Regions from separate parts of the Sus scrofa genome. Here region 2 is linked to region 1. The links are chromatin contacts, called in public HiChIP or PLAC-seq maps. All regions are on one chromosome and are shown on one strand. The core of a region is the stretch at or near the end of the contact, and the rest is flanking DNA. Distances in the headings are between cores, read along the strand shown. Region 1 holds the start of SLC19A2 (solute carrier family 19 member 2). Region 2 holds the start of LOC106510102.

What was found. HiChIP or PLAC-seq counts read pairs in DNA pulled down with a chosen protein or histone mark.
Region 2: a contact with region 1 is called in an H3K27ac HiChIP or PLAC-seq map of skeletal muscle, with 2.1 times the contacts expected there. The contact joins the promoter of LOC106510102 here to the promoter of SLC19A2 in region 1. A contact is called at or near these places in 3 of 47 Hi-C or Micro-C datasets (fetal heart ventricle, heart right ventricle and skeletal muscle) and 1 of 2 datasets of contacts at active chromatin or transcription factors (skeletal muscle).

What each region holds. Positions count from the first base shown.
Region 1 is chr4:81,507,825-81,513,620 of Sscrofa11.1, forward strand. It overlaps SLC19A2 (solute carrier family 19 member 2), which reads left to right and starts at 2,397. Exons shown (of 6, transcript NM_001142667.1): 1 at 2,397-2,676. The coding sequence starts at 2,473.
Region 2 is chr4:82,384,175-82,389,970 of Sscrofa11.1, forward strand. LOC106510102 reads right to left here and starts at 3,207. Exons shown (of 9, transcript XR_002343354.1): 1 at 1,662-3,207.

The DNA of each region.
Region 1 (5,796 bases), core at 1,147-3,646:
GGCCCACCTGGATAATCTCACGTTTGCCACACAGTGTAACAAACAGTTGTATTATCTCATTAAATTCAGGGATTCCACTCCACACTCAAAAGGGAGGGGATTACACAAGGCAAGGCTCACTGGGGGTCATTCTCAGAACTATTCCATGACCTCTTAGAGAAAATAATGTTTTAAAAAGTTTTTTCCTAATTCAAGAACAATTATTGTTAATGCCCAACATTGCAAAGAGAAGTTGAGGTGCTTAAGTGATTTATACCAAGGAAAATATTTCAGAACCAATGATTCACAGATTAACATAATTTAGGTCTCCAAGATTCAGGGAAGGGATGGAAAGCTGTTTTTAATAAGTGCACTTCTCTTTCTGAGGCCTCTTTTGTTTTTCTTTCTCTCTCTCTCTCTCTCTCTCTCTCTCTCGCTCTCTCGCTTTTTGGCTTTTTGGGCTACACCCGCATCATATGGAATTTCCCAGGCTAGGGATCGAATCAGAACTGCAGCTGCCTGTCTACACCACAGCCACAGCAACACCAGATCTTTTAATCCACTGAGCAGAGCCAGGGATCAAACCCACATCCTCATAGATACTAGTTGGGTTTGTTACCACTGAGCTACAACAGAAACTCCTCCTTTTCTACTAAAGCACTGAATGCAAATCCAAAGGCAAAGAAATTGCCAAGAGGACCACTAGTGTTTTAGGGGACTAGATAATTGTATTATGCAGATTACAAGTTCTTACTTTGAGGCCTCAAGACTTCCTGTTATTTAGGGCCCATAAAGACTCTTTATTTTTGTGAGTTATACCTACTGGTAGTGCCATATTAGAAATTCATTTGGAAAGTTTCTAAACACAAAAATTTACAAACACATATTCTCTTATCCTTTAGAGGGATGTCATCACACATCAGGTAGTCTCCAGAGGGCAAAAGAAAGTAAAGTCCTAGTATTATTATGAAAGTAGTTTGACATCGTGGAATTCTGAAAAGATCCCACAAATCCCTAGGGCTTCCTGAACCACACTTTGAGGCCCACTGATAGATGCAAATACCAACAACTTCATTCCTTCAGTGATTAATCAACTCACACATTTCAGTGCATTCACTGCACAGTCTTAGAAACAAATCTCCATTCCCTTTACTGGTATGTCCTTCCATGTGGTAGAGAGAGTCATTTTTTGTGGCTGATAGCAAAAAGTATCCTCTTTGCAAAAAGGGTCATTTGCTGACTCAGAAGGGAATTTGAGATGATTCGTGATATACATAAAGCAAAACAGTTCAAAATGTTTTCTGTGAGCTTCTGGCAGTATCTGTACTCTACAAATACTGCACAGGAGAAATTGCTTTTGGTGCAGCTTGGTCTGCAGTGAAAGGACTGGGATACCGTCAAGCTGAGTCAGGCAGAAAAAGAGAGAAGTGAAAGCAAACCCTGGGTATTTTCAAGCTTTGCCCTTGAAAACTATGCCAAGACTTTTTTTTTTTAATAAAGAGGTGATACTTTGCTGTTGCTTTAATGACTCGGGATTTCCCCCTTACCCTTTAAACACAGGATATATCTACAATTATGTTTACTTTCTTTGTACCCCGCTTACAAAAAGTAATGAAATAAAGCTAATACCCTTAATTAGAACTCCATCATGGTCCTTCTGTTAAGTGACTAGCTCATTCATTCTTTTCACAGTATTTTATCGTTTTCCAGCTCGGTCTTTTGGTAAACGCCCTGAACTGCTTAGGTTCCAGGCTTCCCATGTCTTTTTACTGCAGATGAATACAATCTACAGACTGAAAGCCGCTGGAAGAAAAATAGAGCATTCTTCCGCCTCAAGGTTAAATCTTTGCCCCGCGCTGGCCGCTTGAGGAGAATGTGAGCGGACGTCCAGAGAGGGACTGCGTTTAAAAATGAGAGAGAAGACTGGAACAGCGTTTTCCTCTCCGTGGGGATAAAGCCCACATGGAGCACTCCGGAAAGGTGAGCTGCTGCACTGAGCATGACCGAGCCGACCTCCAGCGTGGGCGGGCCGATCGCCGCCTGACCGTCGCGCGCCGAAACCACAAGCAGTCGCGTTAGGAGCTGAGTCCTCCAAGTCCTCGGCGCCCGAACCAGAGGACGTCAGCCGCCAGGCGTGTTGCAGCCACCGCCACCGCCCCGGGCTCCCAGCTTGTGACCAATAGAAGAGAAGCCAATGCCCTACGTCCGCTGTGATTGGCTCCCAGCGGGGAGGCGGTGGCGGAAGGTGGGTCTTCGGGAGTGTCAGGTTTTCCGTGGCGCTGCGGGCGGCGACACGTGAAGATCCTGCTGCCAGGAAAAGCTGAGAGGTTCTGCGGTCGGAGGCGGCCATCCCAGAAGTGCTTGGCCCTGCCGGGAGGAGGAAACACTTACGATCGCAGGTGCCCGCACTGGGGCAGTGCTTCAACCTGACTCCAGTTGGTGGAAGACGAAAAGGAGCAGGAAGGGGCCGGGTCCCCGTCCCTCGCGCCCCGGATGGATGTGCCCGGCCCGGTGTCCCGGCGGGCGGCGGCGGCGGCCGCAACCGTGCTCCTGCGCACGGCTCGGGTCCCGCGCGAATGCTGGTTCTTGCCCACCGCGCTGATCTGCGCCTACGGCTTCTTCGCCAGCCTCAGGCCGTCTGAGCCCTTCCTGACCCCCTACCTGCTGGGGCCCGACAAAAACCTGACGGAGAGGGAGGTAGGCGCGGCGGGAGGACGCTGGCTCCGCTGGCAGAGGGGACGGGCGGGCCGAGGCGGGTGCGGTTGAAAGACAGGACTGAGAAAGGCGCTTGAGCCCCAGGAGCCATTCTGGGGAGAGATTCCTGAATGTTCCTCTTTGAAAAAAGGCTTCTTGCTGGGCGCTGCCGTAATTCATGCTGTTTTTCTGTCCTCCGTTGAATTTATAGGACATGTTTCAGGTGAAGGGTTCGGAACGCAGTTCGGAAACCCTAGTGCCCTTGTGCTTCAGGCGATGTGCGGATGATGCTGTAACTGTGTAACTCTGCTCAGACTGAACCAGTAGTGGGAGGGGGGCGGGGAGGAGAAGAATATTTGGAGAAAAAAGGGAAAACAGCAGGTTGTACTTCGAACATAGTGAAGGTTTAAATAAATATTTGCTGCCTGAAAGTAAGGAAACAGATGCAAGGCAACTCCTGTTTTCTGAAAGGATCTTCCCTCTACCTACTGTACCCTCTTCCTTCCCCTACCTTACTTTGTTTACCCTTGACAGATAGATGTACTCAGATAAGGACTGTATAGGACAAGAACCCATCCCTTATCTCGTCTTGATTTTTAATTGCGTGAGACTATGTCCTAGAATATGCCCTGCCTCTCACCTCTACCAACCTCCTGGGATAAAAGCAGATATTTAGGTGTTGTCACATAGTTGGAATTTAATTAGAGTTCTTCTGGCATTGTGAATTGTTGCTTCACGGATGTTAGTCTTGCTCCTTTCTGTTCTGCTGTGTTCAGAGTAATTGAGAGTACATAGTCCATGATCAAGAACTTCTTGCTGAGTGATTTTCCCTGGGAGGATATTTAAGTACTCCAGAAGTGCATGGTGTGCTTTAAAAATGTATTTAACTCTTTAAAGTGTATGGTCAATCTCAACACTTGTTTTTTGAAGAAGATATTAACTGAAGAAGGAGTTAAATTTAAGGTGCTACCACAAGGCCCAAATAAAGCAGATTCAGCATCCTTTCCCTTGAACACTACAAAGCATGAAAACTGAGGCCCGGTATTCCTTTCTGGAACAATACAAAGAGTGAAAGCTGAGTGGGGAATTGTTAGCCGTTTTTTCCTCTGTCAACTCTTCCTCCCACCCTGCCTCCCTGCTCCAGTGCCTATGAAATATTTCTCCCATTTAAACCTTACTCCTTCCCCTGTGAGTAGTAGTCACTTCTGAGTAGCAACTTGGTATCCCTGCATAACAGGTTAGTGCAGGATATAATTACTCATAGTCCAGTTTGTTGTTGCCTTGCTCCTCCATTTTTTTTTTAAGTTTTATTGAAGAATGATTGATTTACAATGTTGTGATAATTTCTTCTGTATAACAGTGATTTCAGTTGTACATATACACACATTCTTCTTCAGAGTCTTTTCCCATATAGATTATCACAGAATATTGGGTAGAATTCCTCGTGCAGGTCCCCATTGGCCAGTCAATCCATACACCACTTCTATTTTTAAGAGAACTTAACAGGGAATTGAAAATTGGCATTGAACCCTGGGTTGAGGATTTCACTTGTTTCTCATATCATCTCACCACTAGCAAGTAGCTTTTACCCAACATTAGATCTTCTATTTCGCAGTCATATGGACCATTCATTACCTGTTTGAACTATAATATTTTTTAAAAACAATAGGAAAGTGGAAGGAGCCAACTCTTATGAATAGAATGGTTCTACAGGAAAAAAATGACAGTAAATACAAAAGAGAATGATTCTGGAGACCCTTAACAACTGAATCTGAGTATAGCCACTGAAGCAGAAATGATTCTGCTTGTGGGCTGCTAACAATTAGTTTCATGTGAACTGCCATGTGATCTGCACAGCTTGTGCACATGGGGGAAAAACATGCTCCCAGTGTTGATATTTGAAAGCAGACCTACTTTGTCCAAGTGCCCTGGGTGGAATTGGTATGTGATGTGCAGTCACTTGCCCTGTCTTATCAGAAAGCTTCCTGGGGTGAGTGAAATATGTTCAGGGGTATAGGAATGAGGCAGGGGTACCCTAGCCCAGGAAATAGTTGCTGAATGTATAACAGAAACATAGCACACTTCTGTTACTGCAAGTTAGATAAGGAAGATGGCAGGTCTGAAGAGAAATCTGGTGGTCTGGAAAGGGCTGTCATTTGTCTCTGAGGACCTCAGAATCATAGCCAGCTCTGCTGGTCATATGCAGCAGGTCATGTGTTGTGCACAGTATGGCTCTGTCCACCCTCTCTTGAACCCTGGATTTTTTGAATCTCCAATAATTGAAATAAATAGGACAACTTGTTCTCCTTCCTGAGTGCTTGTTTTCATCAGTGGGGAATTATATATTTATTTAATATTACATGATTTTTAGGCAAGGCGAATGTCAAATCATAGTCAGTGATATTTGTGTTGAATTTTGTATTTTCCCCCAGGAGACTTTAGATGGGCCAAGTGTGATCATCTTAAACAGAGCTATTGTTAACCAAGTCCAAAGACAAAAGGGGCGGAGAGGTCAGAATTTCCTCTTCCACTCCCAAAGGATTTTTTTTTTCTTAGATTTCAGGAGAACCATTAACTTGTATCACTTTATAATTTATTTATTTATTTATTTTTGTCTTTTTAGGGCCCTACCCACAGCATATGGAGGTTCCCAGGCTAGGGGTGGAATTGGAGCTATAGCAGCTCTCCTACACCACAGCCACAGCAACGTGGGATCCAAGCCACATCTGTGACCTACACCACGGCTCATGGCAAAACCGGATCCTTAACCACTGAGAGAGGCCAGGGATCAAACCTGCGTCCTCATGGATGCTAGTCAGATTCTTTTCCACTGAGCCACAATGGGAACTCCATCACTTTATAAATTTTAAACAGGTTAAACTTTGACTGTGTTTCAATAGGTGAAAGCCACACCTTTAAAAAAATAGAGCTCTTTATCACCAAAAGCTTTTTTCCCTTCATCTTTTTCAGCATGTGATTTGACATTCACTAGCTTTTGTTGATATATTTAAAACATTAAAACTATTTTCCTGATATTCAGAGCCTTAGAGAATTTGGCTTTTCCTTCCTTAACACCCTTATCTCCTACTGCATCCTTCTTTCCCTTGCTAAGCGTGTCCAGGC
Region 2 (5,796 bases), core at 1,957-4,456, 880 kb after region 1:
CATCTCAGCATTCCTGATCCTGTGTGTTTGTGCGTGTGTTCTTCAAATTTTCCTTCAAACAGATTTTAGCATCTTACTCATCCTCTAATTAATTAATGGGTTAAATAAATGTTTGAAATTTATTCATTATATATTTGTATATGAGTCATGATTTTTACCTTTTTGAAAATTGTACTTTAGCATGTCTTTTGTATTTACTGTTAAGAGCTATTATATCATATTAATAGTCACTCCCTATATCAACTTTGGTATCCATCTTCTTAAAAGGAAAGTAGCAAAGAATAAGAAATTATCTACACATATCCGACTTAATTATGTTGTTCAGAGTGTTAGTACAGAAAGGCGTTTCTGTTGTTTCCTAACTTGTCATAAGAGACAATTATGTGTACTCATATTTATTTTCCAGGTACTTTTATGTAAGGTTTCTAATTTATACCTCACAACAACCTTGTGATGAAATTATTGTTATCACCATTATTATATAAAACACTTAGTCTTTATTAGCCACTATTTTAAGCTATATTCATATATTAACATATTTAATCACCATAGCAACCCTGTGAGGTAGATGCTATTATTGTCCCCATATTCCAGATGAAGAAACTGAGGCACTGGGAGGTTCAGCAACTTACCTAAGACCACAGTTACTAAGTAGTGGACTGTGTATTCAAGCCTAGGCAGTTTAACTTCAGAACCTGTGCTCTTAACCACTTTTTACTTAAGCCCCACTTAACAGATAAGTAAACTGACAGTGAAGGTACTTGCCTAAAAACACAAAGCAAGTAAATGACAGTGCCAAGATCTTTGCCCAGGTCTGATTTTAAAGGCCAGCTTTCTCCAGGAGGGCAAAAATAGAGTGAATACTGAAGTTGAATAGAAGCTGAAATGTACCTATAGATCTGCCCTATTGACAAGTTGATGAGTTTTTGCAGAAATATACAAAACAACCACACCTTGGTGGTCCAAAGCAGAAAATCAGCTAGTGGGAAAGAGGTGTTAGGTATTTGAACCTATAGAAAACAAACAAACAGACAAAAACATGTAGCACCTTGTACCTCCCTCACAGATTTCAGGTACCATGTTCAACTGTATGCTTTATTTATTTAGCCCTCCTCTGTTTCTTATCATCATCCTTTAAGACCCAGAGCACAGGAAAATGCCCTGAAAAGCCTTGCCTGGTACCTTGTACAGACTAAACTCAAATTTTCTGGGACTGCAAACACCTGACTGATGAAACATGGAGGTGCCTACTCCCCCGAGATGCTATTGGGTAATCCCAAACATGATGACTCCAGCAAAGCTTCTGCTAGTAAGGAGGAGCTAGGTGGGCGGCTGTGCGCCACAGTTTAAGAGAGTCAAAGATGGGGAGGAATCAGGCTGAGATCACTGGGAAGAAAGAATCTTGTGGCTTTAACTCCTCCTCCTACAAAGCTGCTCCTAGGCCTCTGGCCTTTCCCCCTCCTTCTTTCTCCCTCACTGCCCGCCCCTACCTATTGTCACAAACAAGCCCCAATAAGGCAGCTTTCCCACCTTCTCCAGCCCACCCGCCCTGAGCATTGCCAAATTAGGGCTTTGCATCCCAGCACCACCACTAGAAGCTCGTAAACACTCCTCCGCCCCTGAAGCTGTCTCCGCATTGCAGCAGTACCGTCCTACCGCACCTCCACGCGCAGCTTTCAGAGCTGGTTTCTGCACTGCGGGGCCTGCCTCGCCAAATCTCCCTGCCCCCGCCTGTCTTCACGTTCTCCACTCTGCGCTGCCGCCTGCAGCTTACATAAGGCCCGCGCACACATGCAGTGAATTCATCTTCTCCTTTAAGGAGGCTCCAGGCAGCAAGGCAAGCGAAATGCTACTAGAGGTCCTCCCCACACCCTTCCCCCGACCCCAGCTGTCAAATAGTCACGCCCTAAAACAAATCCAGCAGCAACAAATACCCTGTGACAAGTCGGAAAGGCGGCCAGATCTAAGCCTGCACAGAGAACTCCGTCCTAAGAAATTAAGAACACGTGGGAAGGGGGCACCTGAGCAAGTGCTTTAACCTCTCTGCTAGCGCCAACGCTTCATCTAATCTGCTGGGACAACCTGCCAGCCACAGTGAGCCGGCTAAAGCCAGCCAAAGTCATCAGACCTACTTTGCCAAGAGAAATGAAGGACAAACTGATTCGTGCTGAATCTTCCCAATTACTACCTAGACTGATTGACAATGTAGGTAATTGCTCCCTGCTTGGCTTGATTAGAATGTTCTATTCTGAAAACATTAAAAAAAATTTTCCCTGGGGCCATGGATAGTCCTAATTTCCTGCTGGCAAGAGCCAGTAGCACCAACATCTCCTCATCTCATCTCCAACAAGCCACAGCTACTCTCTTCTACTCCTAGGAGTCCCTCAAGTCTCCCACCAGGAAGCCCAGGACCTAAAAAAGTCTGTCCTCTACCTTCACAGGGACTCTCCTTGTCCCATAGAGTGAAAGGCCATCAAGCCCAGTTCACCAATCCATCTGCTGTGGTTAGAGGTAGACAGAGCCATAGAATATCTTTCTCGTGAGAACAAAGCATTTTGCAGGGTGTGATTTATCACCCTCAGAAGCAGGAAGAGGGAACTCCTTCCCATCAACATCATCTTGCCTGAGCTGGGCAATCCATGAAAGCCCCCTCTCCCTCTGTCCCCAATTATCACATGGGACTCCTATTGGCTATTAACAACTGTGCTCACAGGATCAACTTTGCAAAAATTAGTCCTAAATATTAGAATGGAAGAGGTATGGATTCCAGCTGGGGAGTGGGGGGAACTGATGCAGAAAATCAGGGCCATGGTAGGATGACCAACTACCCCAGTTTGTCCTGGGTTAAAGGGCAGACACAGGACTTTCAGCTGGGAAAGTCCCAGATAGTCTGGGACAAATCAGTCACCCAAGTTAGGGATAAAGAAGACTTTTTCTTGGAAACTTGAGTTCTGAACTAAAAGGAATTGTTTTCCTTTCCAAAGCATACAAGAGAGTGTTTGCTCCCTGAAGAGTGACAAGGAAGAGGACCTCTTCTCATGAACATTTTAGAAATTTGATAAACAGAAATTTGATTGAGAGCGTAAAGAGAACAGAGTCCTGGGAGAAGGTATTAAGAAATCTAATGGGCTAATAATGTTCGGGACATTTAATCTTCAGCTATGCCTTGTTTATGCCAGTTGGAGTGGCATAAGCCATAAAAAAGATTCCCTATCCATGATGGCAGGATGGCATCCCCCACTCCACCTCTAGCTGTACTCACTGCATCCCTCCCCCAACTTAAACCTAGAATAGTAACAGCAGTCTTCTGCATGGCATTTTTCAGGCATTGCATGTGGGTCTCTTGGAAGCAGGCAGCTGCAGCATAATGGAAAGGGGCTCAACCTAGAAGTCAGGACACCTGAGTTCTATTTTGCTCCTAGTCCTCTCTGACTCAATGACCTTGGGCAAGCACTTAACCTTCTCTCAACTATAAAAAGGAGAAAACATCCCTATTCCTGCATCTCCCTCCACTGTAGTGAGGATCAAATGAGGTGACATGGGCTCTCAGTGAACCTAAAAGAATTAGACCTTGATCAACAATTCCCAGTATGTCTTAAACATTCCAGGTTCACCCAATCTTTGCTGCAGCTTTGGGGAACCTCAGATCCATTCTATTTGGGGATTTTGGGTACATCATCTTTTTGGGCATCTTCTGGAGGTTTAAGTTAAATCTCTTTCCAGGCATGTTTTGACTGAAATTACCCTCTTTTAACAATTCTCCATTCAGATGGTCAGATCTTTAAAGTTAGGGGCCGTACGGAGGTCAGTCATAACCAGAGCCTAAAAGCCTAGGGCAACAACTGAGGTTGAGAAGGTCAGCTGACCCTGGAAGAATCCTCAGGGTTTGAATACCTAAGAGACCATCACTTGAAGACACTTGGTATGAGAATTAACTCTGCAACTTTCTACAAAATCACTCTAAGCACCCAGTTTATTATCAATAAACTGAATGTTTATTGTGGAGCAAGGGGGATGGAGGAAATGGTAAATATTCTGCCATCTTCATGGGACTGTGAGAATTAAATATTATGTCAATATTTGGTAAACTATAAAATGTAATACCATTTAAATGTGAAAGACCAAAGCAATGAACTTTTAAAATTGTGGTAAAATAAATATTTAAAAGTATATAATTTTAACCATTTTAGGTGTTCAATTCAGTGGCATTAATTACATTCACGATATCATGTAATGGTTACCACTATCTTTTTTCATAAATTTTTCATCACCCCAAACACAAACTTTGTACTCATTAAGGCAACAACTCCCCCTTCCCACATCCCTTCAGCCCCTGTTAACCTCTAAACTACTTTCTGGCTCTGTGAATATTTCTATTCTAGATATTTAATATAAATGAAATCATCCAATATCTGTCCTATTGCGCCTGGCTTATTTCACTTAACACATCATGATGTAGCATGTATCAGAATGTCATTCCTTTTTATGGTTGAATAATATTCCATTGTATTATATACATTTCATTTATCCATTCAATTGTTGCTGAATAATTGAGCTGTTTTAATTTTTTACCTATTATGAATAATGCTGTAGTGAGCATTGACATACAAATATCTGAACACTTGAGCTGTTTTAATTTTTCACCTATTATGAATAATGCTGCAGTGATCATTGACATACAAATATCTGTGTGGATACTTGTTTTCACTTCTTTCACAGAATATCATTGCTGGGTGATAGGGTAATTCTATGCTTAGCTCTTTGAGGAACCAACAAACTTTTCCACAGGGGCTGCTCCATTGTACATTCTCACCAGCAATATATGAGGGTTTCAATTTCTCCACATTCTTGCAAACACTTGTTATTTTCTGGGCGGGTGTTTTTGTTGTGTTTGTTATATCCTTTCTAATAGATGTGAAGTGGTATATAGAATTTTCAAGATGCAATCTTCAGACAAAAGCTATCTATCAATATATGTATATGAATTAAATATCAGCTATACACAAATTGCTTCATTTAGAAAGTATTTCTTGAGTAGAGTACACTGTGTGTATATATGGCTCAGAAGAGGGCTAAAAAAGCTGGAAATAAAGATGGACTCAAAATTAAACAGAGACCTTTGGCCCAACTAATTGGGCAGCAGAAGTGGTTATGGATGATAAGAAAGGACTCAGGACTTCTGGGATCCATTGTTTAAGCTAATCCTGTTCTTCATTTAAATCATTAATCCGTAAAATCTGTATCACAGTCATTATTTGAACAGTAATTTATGAAACAATTTTTTTTTTGGCTGTTGGGCACTTGATGAGATGCACAAGATATATACAATACCATGTCGAAGTCCCATCTCTGTAAATTTCTCTGATGTATATCTTTCCATTAAAGCTCTTTGTCCTGCCCAAATTAGATTTTTCATATAGATAATGGAAGCTATATGCATTGTACCTTGAGATGCATATCAAAAAAAACTGCTGTCTCCTCTCTTAGCTTTTTTCTTTGCTTCCAGATGTTTTTGTACATTTTCATTTTTCTTTTTTCAAGGAAAGGATATGAAGCATTCTTCTAGGTTCACAACTCACCCGCTGCATTTGAATTTTCATTCTCAGATCAGTTAATGGACAGAGAGGCTGAGCAAAGCACGAGAAGTTTTGGCTGTTTGAAGCCCAAAACAAATTTGAAGTATATCTCTGAAACTATAATCCCCATCAAAGGAAAAGTAGACTGTAATTAAAGGAAAGAACAGCAATAGGCTATTATCTTATCCACAGCATTGTTTTCTATGTAAAGAAGGAACAC